Regions from separate parts of the Mus musculus genome. Here regions 1 and 2 are each linked to region 3. The links are chromatin contacts, called in public Hi-C and promoter capture Hi-C maps. All regions are on one chromosome and are shown on one strand. Each heading gives the region's core, a stretch centred on a gene start, on an enhancer-like site or on the middle of the called end of the contact. The rest is flanking DNA. Distances are from core to core; before and after follow the strand shown. Region 1 overlaps Gm31925 (a long non-coding RNA gene). Region 2 holds the start of Dnm3 (dynamin 3). Region 3 holds the start of Dnm3os (dynamin 3, opposite strand).

What was found. Promoter capture Hi-C pulls out the DNA fragments that hold promoters and counts their contacts. A called contact is a pair of places that touch in the nucleus more often than the background predicts.
Region 1: a contact with region 3 is called in a Hi-C map of Th1 cells, with 1.8 times the contacts expected there. The contact joins the enhancer-like site here to the promoter of Dnm3os in region 3. A contact is called at or near these places in 2 of 484 Hi-C or Micro-C datasets (the HPC-7 cell line and Th1 cells) and 2 of 115 datasets of contacts at active chromatin or transcription factors (bone marrow-derived macrophages and memory CD8 T cells).
Region 2: a contact with region 3 is called in a promoter capture Hi-C map of embryonic stem cells, with 2.6 times the contacts expected there. The contact joins the promoter of Dnm3 here to the promoter of Dnm3os in region 3. A contact is called at or near these places in 4 of 39 promoter capture datasets (embryonic stem cells, hippocampal neurons, liver and 1 more).

The regions. Positions count from the first base shown.
Region 1 is chr1:161,905,827-161,908,526 of GRCm38.p6, reverse strand. All of the region lies in intron 2 of Gm31925 (a long non-coding RNA gene), which reads right to left. Among named protein-coding and RNA genes, the nearest start is that of Gm31925, 11 kb to the right of the region's middle. Within about 2 kb of position 1,261, at least 46 of the 459 cell types and tissues checked have an H3K27ac peak or open chromatin away from gene starts, as enhancers often do. A contact at or near this core is called in Th1 cells and memory CD8 T cells, where this site is marked.
Region 2 is chr1:162,476,590-162,479,289 of GRCm38.p6, reverse strand. Dnm3 (dynamin 3) reads left to right here and starts at 1,256. Exons shown (of 21, transcript NM_001038619.2): 1 at 1,256-1,627. The coding sequence starts at 1,467. Gm31985 (a long non-coding RNA gene) reads right to left here and starts at 2,624. Exons shown (of 3, transcript XR_373653.3): 1 at 2,415-2,624.
Region 3 is chr1:162,216,299-162,218,998 of GRCm38.p6, reverse strand. Dnm3os (dynamin 3, opposite strand) reads right to left here and starts at 1,376. Exons shown (of 1, transcript NR_002870.2): 1 at 1-1,376. The region is part of intron 14 of Dnm3 (dynamin 3); the gene reads left to right. Mir199a-2 (microRNA 199a-2) reads right to left here and starts at 1,185; the gene lies at 1,076-1,185.

The sequences.
Region 1 (2,700 bases), core at 12-2,511, 310 kb after region 3:
AGCACTATAGCATGGGGTAGAACACACACCAGAGCAAAACTACTCATCTCATTGCCAGGAAGCAAAAGTGTTGTAGAAGGGTCTGGAGTCCTTTATCCTGCCCAGGGATACATCCCTCTGTGACCTCAAGGCCTCTCATTAGACCCCATTTTTCAATGTCTCACAATCACTACCACTCTGGAGACCAGGCCTTTTAACAAACAGGCCTCTGTGAGGCATTTACAATTGAAGCTACAGTACTCTCCCCAGACACTTGCTGGTGTCAGCAGTTTTTTTCATGGGTCACCCTTTACTTATTTTCTAGAACATTCACCCTCTTCTCATCCCTGTGGGACACTAACTGGAATAATAGTATCCTAAAGCTTCTCCTGGGGCAGAAAGGACAAAGGAGACTTGATTCTACAGCCTAGGAGGGATGGGGGTGGGGGACCAGAACAAGGTCAAAGCAGGAACACGGTGCATCCGTCTTGTTGTTTATTTTTAACCAACTTGCTCTAACCTTAAAAGGAAACTTAGTCTGTAAGAAGAGCACTGTTATGCTGTGGTGGCCCTGAGCACATACCAAGACCTCTACAGAGATTTTAACTCTACTGCTGCTCTCAGGATTCCCTTGCATGTGCATGCTCAGGCTTGCAAGCAGTTCCCAGCCACTGATGAGCCATGTAGAGACTATTAAGGCAGATGCATTCCAAGTAAGGTGAAGTACTTGCCCCATAAGAGTCTGGCTTGAGAGCAGCCTGTCAGTTAGACTGGGGCTTTACCATAACTGTGTTCCTTCCAGTTCAAAGATCTTTCTCACTTCTTTCTCTTTCTCTTCTTCTGCCCCTTCTCGGTTGTTAAGCCTGCAGTCATAGTCTGCATGCTCTCTCTACCTTCTTCTGTATCCCATCCCACTGGCTTTGACTCTCATAAATCTCCCTAAACACACTAACCCTAAGATCTATTTCTCAGAGCCCTCAATTAACATATTCAATGACAATATATGGCTGTTATCAACAATTATCTACTCATTATATTTTCTATACAAGACACTACACCAGGGATGTGTGCGGAGTAGAGAAAGAATACTGAGAGATACAGATCATGGTTTCTACCACCACAAAACCTTTCACCAACTAGGTAATGTGAGTCCCATAGATACTTCAATGAACAATAGAAAGTACAGTTGTCATGTAATTACTCATTTACATGACTGCTCGTATTTCAGCAAGAGTGTTTTCCAAACCGTAAGTCAAGACACAGTACTTGACTGTGAAGTGACGGCAGTGAGTCACATGCTGCATCATTGAAAATGAAAGAGAAGATACCAGAAGAAAGCATACCACATGTAATATTACAGTATGAAATGTCTATGTGCATATGTTTAAAAATTGACACAATTATATTTTAAAGTGTGCTTGTATGTCTCCATCAAAAAGTTAGGAATTGAATTAAGAATTAGCCCATGTCCTCCTTAAAAGCATGGGTGGTAATCTTTCCAACAGCTGTCTCCCGGCAGTGTTTGAGTAGATGTAGGTCTTCAACAGTTGTTTGTGGATGATGTTCGCTGAGTAGGAAAGAGGAAAGTCACCTATCTCTTTAAGAATAGGAAAAGTGGAGGAAGAGAAAGAGGAAGACTGTGCCAGGGCTTTAACATAATCACATAATCAAAGGTCAGGATACTCCGGTCTTAAAGTGAACTAGAGGTTCCATGAATTGGTGGGTATCTCGATTACCTGTTCGTACAGAGAGAAATTAAGGAAGGAGATGTTGGCCAGAAATTAATGTCAAAATAACCAGCAAGATTCTCCAAGCATGAGTTTTCTATGATAAGCTTATCAAGTAATAATGTCAAAATCATATACTTGCACAGTGCGTGTGTGTTGGGGGTGTTATTTATTTTAAGGGTCTCGACTGGTATTTCTTTGTAAAGATTTTTTAAATTTTTATGTTTTATGTGTGTAAGTATTTTGCCTTTATATATGTAAGTGTGCCACATGTATGCAATGCCTTTGGAACTCAGAAGAGGGTACTGGATTCCTCTATAACTGCAGTTATGGAGCGTTGTGAGCTACCATATGGGTGCTGGTCATTGAACTTGGGTTCAAGGACAAGAGCAGCAAGTACTCTGAGCTCCTAAGTCATCTCTCCTGGCCCTCAATTCATATTTTTGTTATATATTTTTCATCTCAGGCATTTTGTGAGACAAGAAGAGAGAGGCAGCAGTATATTCACCTAATCAAAGGCAGTGACATTTTTTGATTCTACTTCCCTGTAATGAGCCAAGTTGGGCACTTGGTCTGAAATGAACTCACTCTATTTAGGTTTCTTCTAAAGTCAATTTTTCTTGTAAACATGTACAGAGGGCCCCCATTCTTATTGTTTAACTCTTTTAAAAACACTTTTAAATTATATTTTATTTATTTAGTTATTCTATGTAGGAGTGGCTCAAATGCCACTGTTCATGTGTGGCAGTCAGAAGACAACCTGTGGGAGTCACTTCTCTTCCAACACGTGGGGCACCAGAGACCGAGTTCATCTCACTGAGGTTGATGGCAGATGCTTAAGGACATTGAGCCATCCTGTTGACCTCTAAGTATTTATCTCTTGCAGGCAATTAAGTATGATAGATTTAGTCATGTTATTATCTCATCCCTTGGGAAAATGGACTGGTTTTATGTTCTTTTTTAGTGTCTAGAGTGTTTCTCATGATGCCTAAAA
Region 2 (2,700 bases), core at 7-2,506, 260 kb before region 3:
GGACAAAGGTAGCTGATGATCAGCATCCGTTTAACTCTGCCTTCTGACTATAGATGCAATATGACCAGCCTCCACCCTCTTCTGCCACAGACGTCCCTGCCACCAGCTCCTCAGGGTCAGTGCGTAGAGGTTGCTGCAATAGTGGTCCAAAGTTTCCATCCCAAACCGGCAGCAAAGCATGGCTCTGTACTCCATGTGGTACTGGTTTTGCAGGCATGAAAAGTGAAAGACTGACTCAGCTATCATATAGCATATCCAGAGAGCCACCGAGCCTAGGAAACGTGGGGCAGGCTCAGACTTGGTTCACTGTTGTCCTAGAAGGGCAATAGTGCAATGGTGATGCCTAAGTGACAGTGAAGACCCCAGGGTGCTAGAGATGCAACACATTTTCCTATGTAGTCTCTAGTCTTTAGGTTACTTAAAGCCATTGGGCAATCATCAGATGGAAGATGTGCAGGACAAGTAAATATTGCGCACTAAATCCTGAGAGGTATCAGTATTCAAAATGCACAGGAAACAGGACCACGATAAGGAGGTGAAGAACCATGGCCATTTATCTTCGTGTCTCCATCTCCGGGCACAGACTCTTCTCAGTGTGCTAAATTTAACGGATCGAGTGCAGACTGCGTGGTTACAATGGACTCAACAGCCAATCTCTTTGTCCTGACCAGGAGCTAAAAGGACAGTTAGCTCAGGCAAGGAATTCTAAAAGCCAGAATGAGTATGGTAGGAGTAGGGAACAGAAAGGTTCAAGGAACTACACTTTAGCTTACAGAAGGTAGAGTAGGACAGGCTGGTAATGATGAGTACTTCAATAAGGTCAGGTAACCCAGTTTTCTAATGGGGATTGACTCTAAAAGGCCAGTTTATCTCTGCATCCCACAGCAATCTGGGGTTTTGGAGTAGGGGGTGAAATGTGAGATTTCCTTTTGGGAAATGTATTCTGGTGCGTACAGTGGTGGTGGTGCATGGTGAAGCTGATGTCAACGTGCTGTTAGCTGATGGTAGATGGTAGTGCTTTCCTCTAGGCTTCGTCTGTGTGGTTTAGCTCCTTCAAAAGGAACAACAATTCCTGTTGGGTGTGATTTTAGGCTTTTCCTTGACCAAGTGCAGTACTCTGCCCTTTAGCCTGGGCAGTGGCATCTGACTGAAGCTGGGAGGCAGTCCAACCGTAGGCCAGTAGGATTGGAAACTCTAGGGAGAAGCAGGGCGAGAGGCGTGGTGTGGGCGTGACCGTCTCAGGACCAGGCCACGCCTCCTTCGCCTCTCTGGGCTGCGCAAGCGCGTCGTGGGCTGTGAGCTGTCAGGATCCTAGCAGTGGGAGGCAGGGATCGGACATCGGTGCAGGGACTCCGCCGTGTGAGCCCCGCACAGCGACAACCGGGACAAGTGCTTCGAGGCCTGGGCTGCCTGCCAGGTCACACAGTCGAACAGGGACCTGTGGGGCAGTTGGCCGCACAGGCAAGATGGGGAACCGGGAGATGGAAGAGCTGATCCCTCTGGTGAACCGTCTGCAGGACGCTTTCTCGGCTCTGGGACAGAGCTGTCTGCTAGAGCTGCCACAGATCGCCGTGGTGGGCGGCCAGAGCGCCGGCAAGAGCTCAGTGCTCGAGAATTTCGTGGGCAGGTGAGCGCACCGGGAGCGCGGTGGGGGCGCGTCCGTGGGGGTGGGGGGAGCCCCGTGCTTCAGGCCGTTGGAACATGGAACGGTGTGGGGAGCCCCGAGGGTGGACTAGAGGCTGCAGCGGATTGGAGGCAGAGCACTAGTGTTTCTAGAGCGGGCGGGGTCCTCCTTGCTCTGAGCATCCTTCGCCCCAGCATTCTCTACCCGGTGGTGACCCCCTGTCTGCCTTTCATCCTGCCATACAAAGCCATTTCCTCCCCACCCTCGGTGGGGGAGTCGGGGTACGCCCTGGGATCCACTTCCCTCGCTGGCTTGGTGCGCGCCAGCCCCTGGCAGCCTGGAAGCGCAGCCTGGTGCTTTCCAGTCGCCAGTTCTCTTTCTCAACACCCCTCTCCTTTCCCTGTCACTCTCCTGGAAGCTCTCAGCCGGGATGTACCCCTCCTTCTTCGTCCACACCCCCCTCTCCCCCACCCCACCCCCCCGCCGCCCCGGCCCCCCATCCCCTGTCCCTGACTCTCATCTCAGCTGTTTACTGTTTGAAACAGTCATCGCCTGCCCGAGCAGGGGAGGCGGGGTGTGTGAACCCCGAAATCCCTGTGGTGAAGGCTTACACTGTTTGAAACAGTCATCGCCTGCCCGAGCAGGGGAGGCGGGGTGTGTGAACCCCGAAATCCCTGTGGTGAAGGCTTACACTGTTTGAAACAGTCATCGCCTGCCCCGAGCAGGGGAGGCGGGGTGTGTGAACCCCGAAATCCCTGTGGTGAAGGCTTACGGGGAGATGCTTGCCTACCATTCGCCTTGGGAGCTGAAGAATAAACGGTGGTGTGTTTATGAGTGTGCACCCATTCACTGCTCAGGCATGACTGAAAACCCGAGACCTCCAGGGATGACCGTGGACTTGCGATGTTCAGGTGCCTTGTCATTCCTGCACCATCTCAGAACTGACCAGCATCTCTCTTGCACTCTTTCTATGCCATGCGCCGCCTCCCCCCTCCCGCCCCCCACCAATCCTCTTGCATTCCTTAAGCTCTTGTTTATCCAGCGGGTCTTCAAGATAACATCCAGAATTCAAATTG
Region 3 (2,700 bases), core at 127-2,626:
TCCCCCACTCTCCTTCACCTCCAGGACAGCTGGAAACTGACCAAAGAAAACTTTTGCCTTCGTTTACAAATTCCTGTTTTATCAGCATCTTTTTAGACAACGTGCCTTATCATTTCAAAGGCCCAGGACAAGTGAGAGCCTTGTTAAAAAAAAAAAAAAAAAAAAAAAAAAAGATGGGCCAGCAGGCTCAGCTGACCAGCAAGTATCAGCCATTCTTGGATTTTAGAAGAACAATTTCAATGTTATCTAGTGAGCCCACTAAAGACAGAGCGCTATTCCCCTGGCCTGCTAAGTTGCTGAGTCAGTAAGATGTGGGTTTGGCACTTGGGCCCTCATCTCTGGCTAAGTGCGTTTGCATTGTCTGATAGTAAAATAACAAAACAAAAAAGCAAAAAACAAAAGACTAGACTGCTTCTTATCGTTAGGTACTATTATTTCTGGTGTTTCTATTATATAGATAAACAGAAAAGCTCCCTGTTCATACAAGAGTTTTGAAAATTGCATTTTTTTCCTTTAGGGCAAAATGCATTCATTCCTGGAGTGTTAGAGGTTGCATACATAGCTCATCCATGCTCGAGTTTAAGTCTCTGAATTATCAGTTTCAACCATTCAAAACTAAGTCTCGTTCAGTTTTTGCTACTTGTCTGGAGTGAGGTTTTTTTCCCCACCTTTTATTTTGAAGCGGAAGACCCTTACATTTAAGAAAGCATTTGAACGATCAACATTTAGACTTATAAAAAACACACAGAAAATCACAATTTACCATACGACCTTGCTCTTTTGAAAGTTAAGTTCACGGTTATCTGTCCCTTAGCTCAGTGTCTCCAGCGTCTTCACACAGGTGATGGGATCTCTATCTAGTTCCCCAATCACAGACCAGGTACGCAATCCCAGAGGCCTTACCCGCTGGTCTTCCCTGGAGCAGTCCTCTCCCCTGGCAGAGTCCCTGAGGGCTTCTTGGTCCCTAGTTTGCAAAACCTGTGAAGAGAAACACTGGATATGAGATTCAACAAAGGAGCACCCAGCTGTCCTCTCCTTGGAAGCAGCACATTGTGTCCCCAGCCGTCCATGGCGTTGCTGGCCCTTGCCCAGTCTAACCAATGTGCAGACTACTGTACAACGGCATTGTCCTGAACAGGTAGTCTGAACACTGGGGCGACGGAGCAGGATCTCCTGAAGCTTCCATCGGTGTGTGGAAAATCCTGTCCCGGGGCTGGGGAGAGCCTGTCTTCCTGCACCAGGGGCTTGTTCAGCTTCCCCCCTGAACCCTGTCTGCTGCATCGACTGAGACACACTAAAGGGCTGTGATTTCCAGTCTTGACGTGGCACATTTGCAGCAGACTAGGGAACTGGCAATGAATTTAGGACCAGGAAAAGGGGGAGGGCTGGGCTGGAGAGTCCATATATGGGATGATGTCACCCTGGGGAGGTTTGGGTATGCGCTGTGCCGCTGGAGAGACCGCTAGAATCGCCTGCTCTCAGACATGGGTCTGTGCATAAAATGGTACCAGATGTTTTCGTGTAATGTTAAGCAGTCATTTCATCTTCAGGCCAGATTTTTTCCCTCAACTGGGCAGGAAGTGGGGCCCCAGTATGGAAAAGCTGTAAAAAAAAAAAAAAAAGGCAAGATGTACAGTTCTGCTGTGGCCAACCGAAAGTGAGTTGAGAGTAGAAGTACAAATTTGTTGCCTGATCTGGGCTGAAGAAGTAATTTAAAGATAGAAAGATGACAAAGCAGTAAGCAGAAAGTCAAACACTGTTAAGCAGGCAAACTTCGAGGCCTTTTTTTTTTTTTTTAACTTTCCTGCGATACTTTGTTTTCTTGTATTTTACTCCTTAGTGAGGTCAGATAAGTTGGGGCTCCCCCCTTTCTTTTCCTCCTCTTCCCCCTTCTCCCTCCTCCTCCTCCTCCTCCTCCTCCTCCTCCTCCTCCTCCTCCTCCTCCTCCTCCTTTTCTGCTGGACCTGTCAGCAGCTTGCAGGCTGCTCTAGACTTGAGCAGTAATTACAGCAACTTCCTGAAAGTGAAGCCCCCATGAAAAGTCTGGAGAAATGCTCTTTGTCATGGCCTCTCCATGAGTAATTAGTTCCATATGTGGCCTTCCTCGTCTCCCTCCCTCAGCTCTCTTGGCTGGCTCTCTGCATGCCGTTCTATAGCCTTACCTAAGGAAATGTTAAAAAGTTTAGACTTCAAGCACCCACACTGCTGTACCGCTCTTTTCTGAACATTTCCCTCTGGTAGAGCCACACGGTTAAGGACAGCATTGTTTTATCCTGCTGGCTACTCCCAATTCTGTTTGAATACTTTTGTTTTGTTTACATGGTGTTCTGATGATGAGGTTTATCTCTGGTTAAGTAAATCTGTTGAAACTGGCCCAGTGAAGCTTGACCACTTACAAACTCTCAGCTCGCTTGGCCTCTAGTCCTCTGTCCCAGTTGTTAACTGTTTCAAATTATGTAGGCTGTTGAATGTTGTGAACATGAGGTCCCCTAACTTGTTTTCCACTGTATTCTGATTGATATTAGATTTTTGTCTCAAATAAGAGCTTTATCAATTGGCCTTGTAGAGGTCACAATGTGGGAGATTTTCTAAATCTAACTCACAGGATGAAGGGCTATAGTATTTTTGTAAGAATTAGAGCCCGAACAACTTATTTGTACCTGCCTTCTATGACACTTTTGAGATGTACAAATCTATATT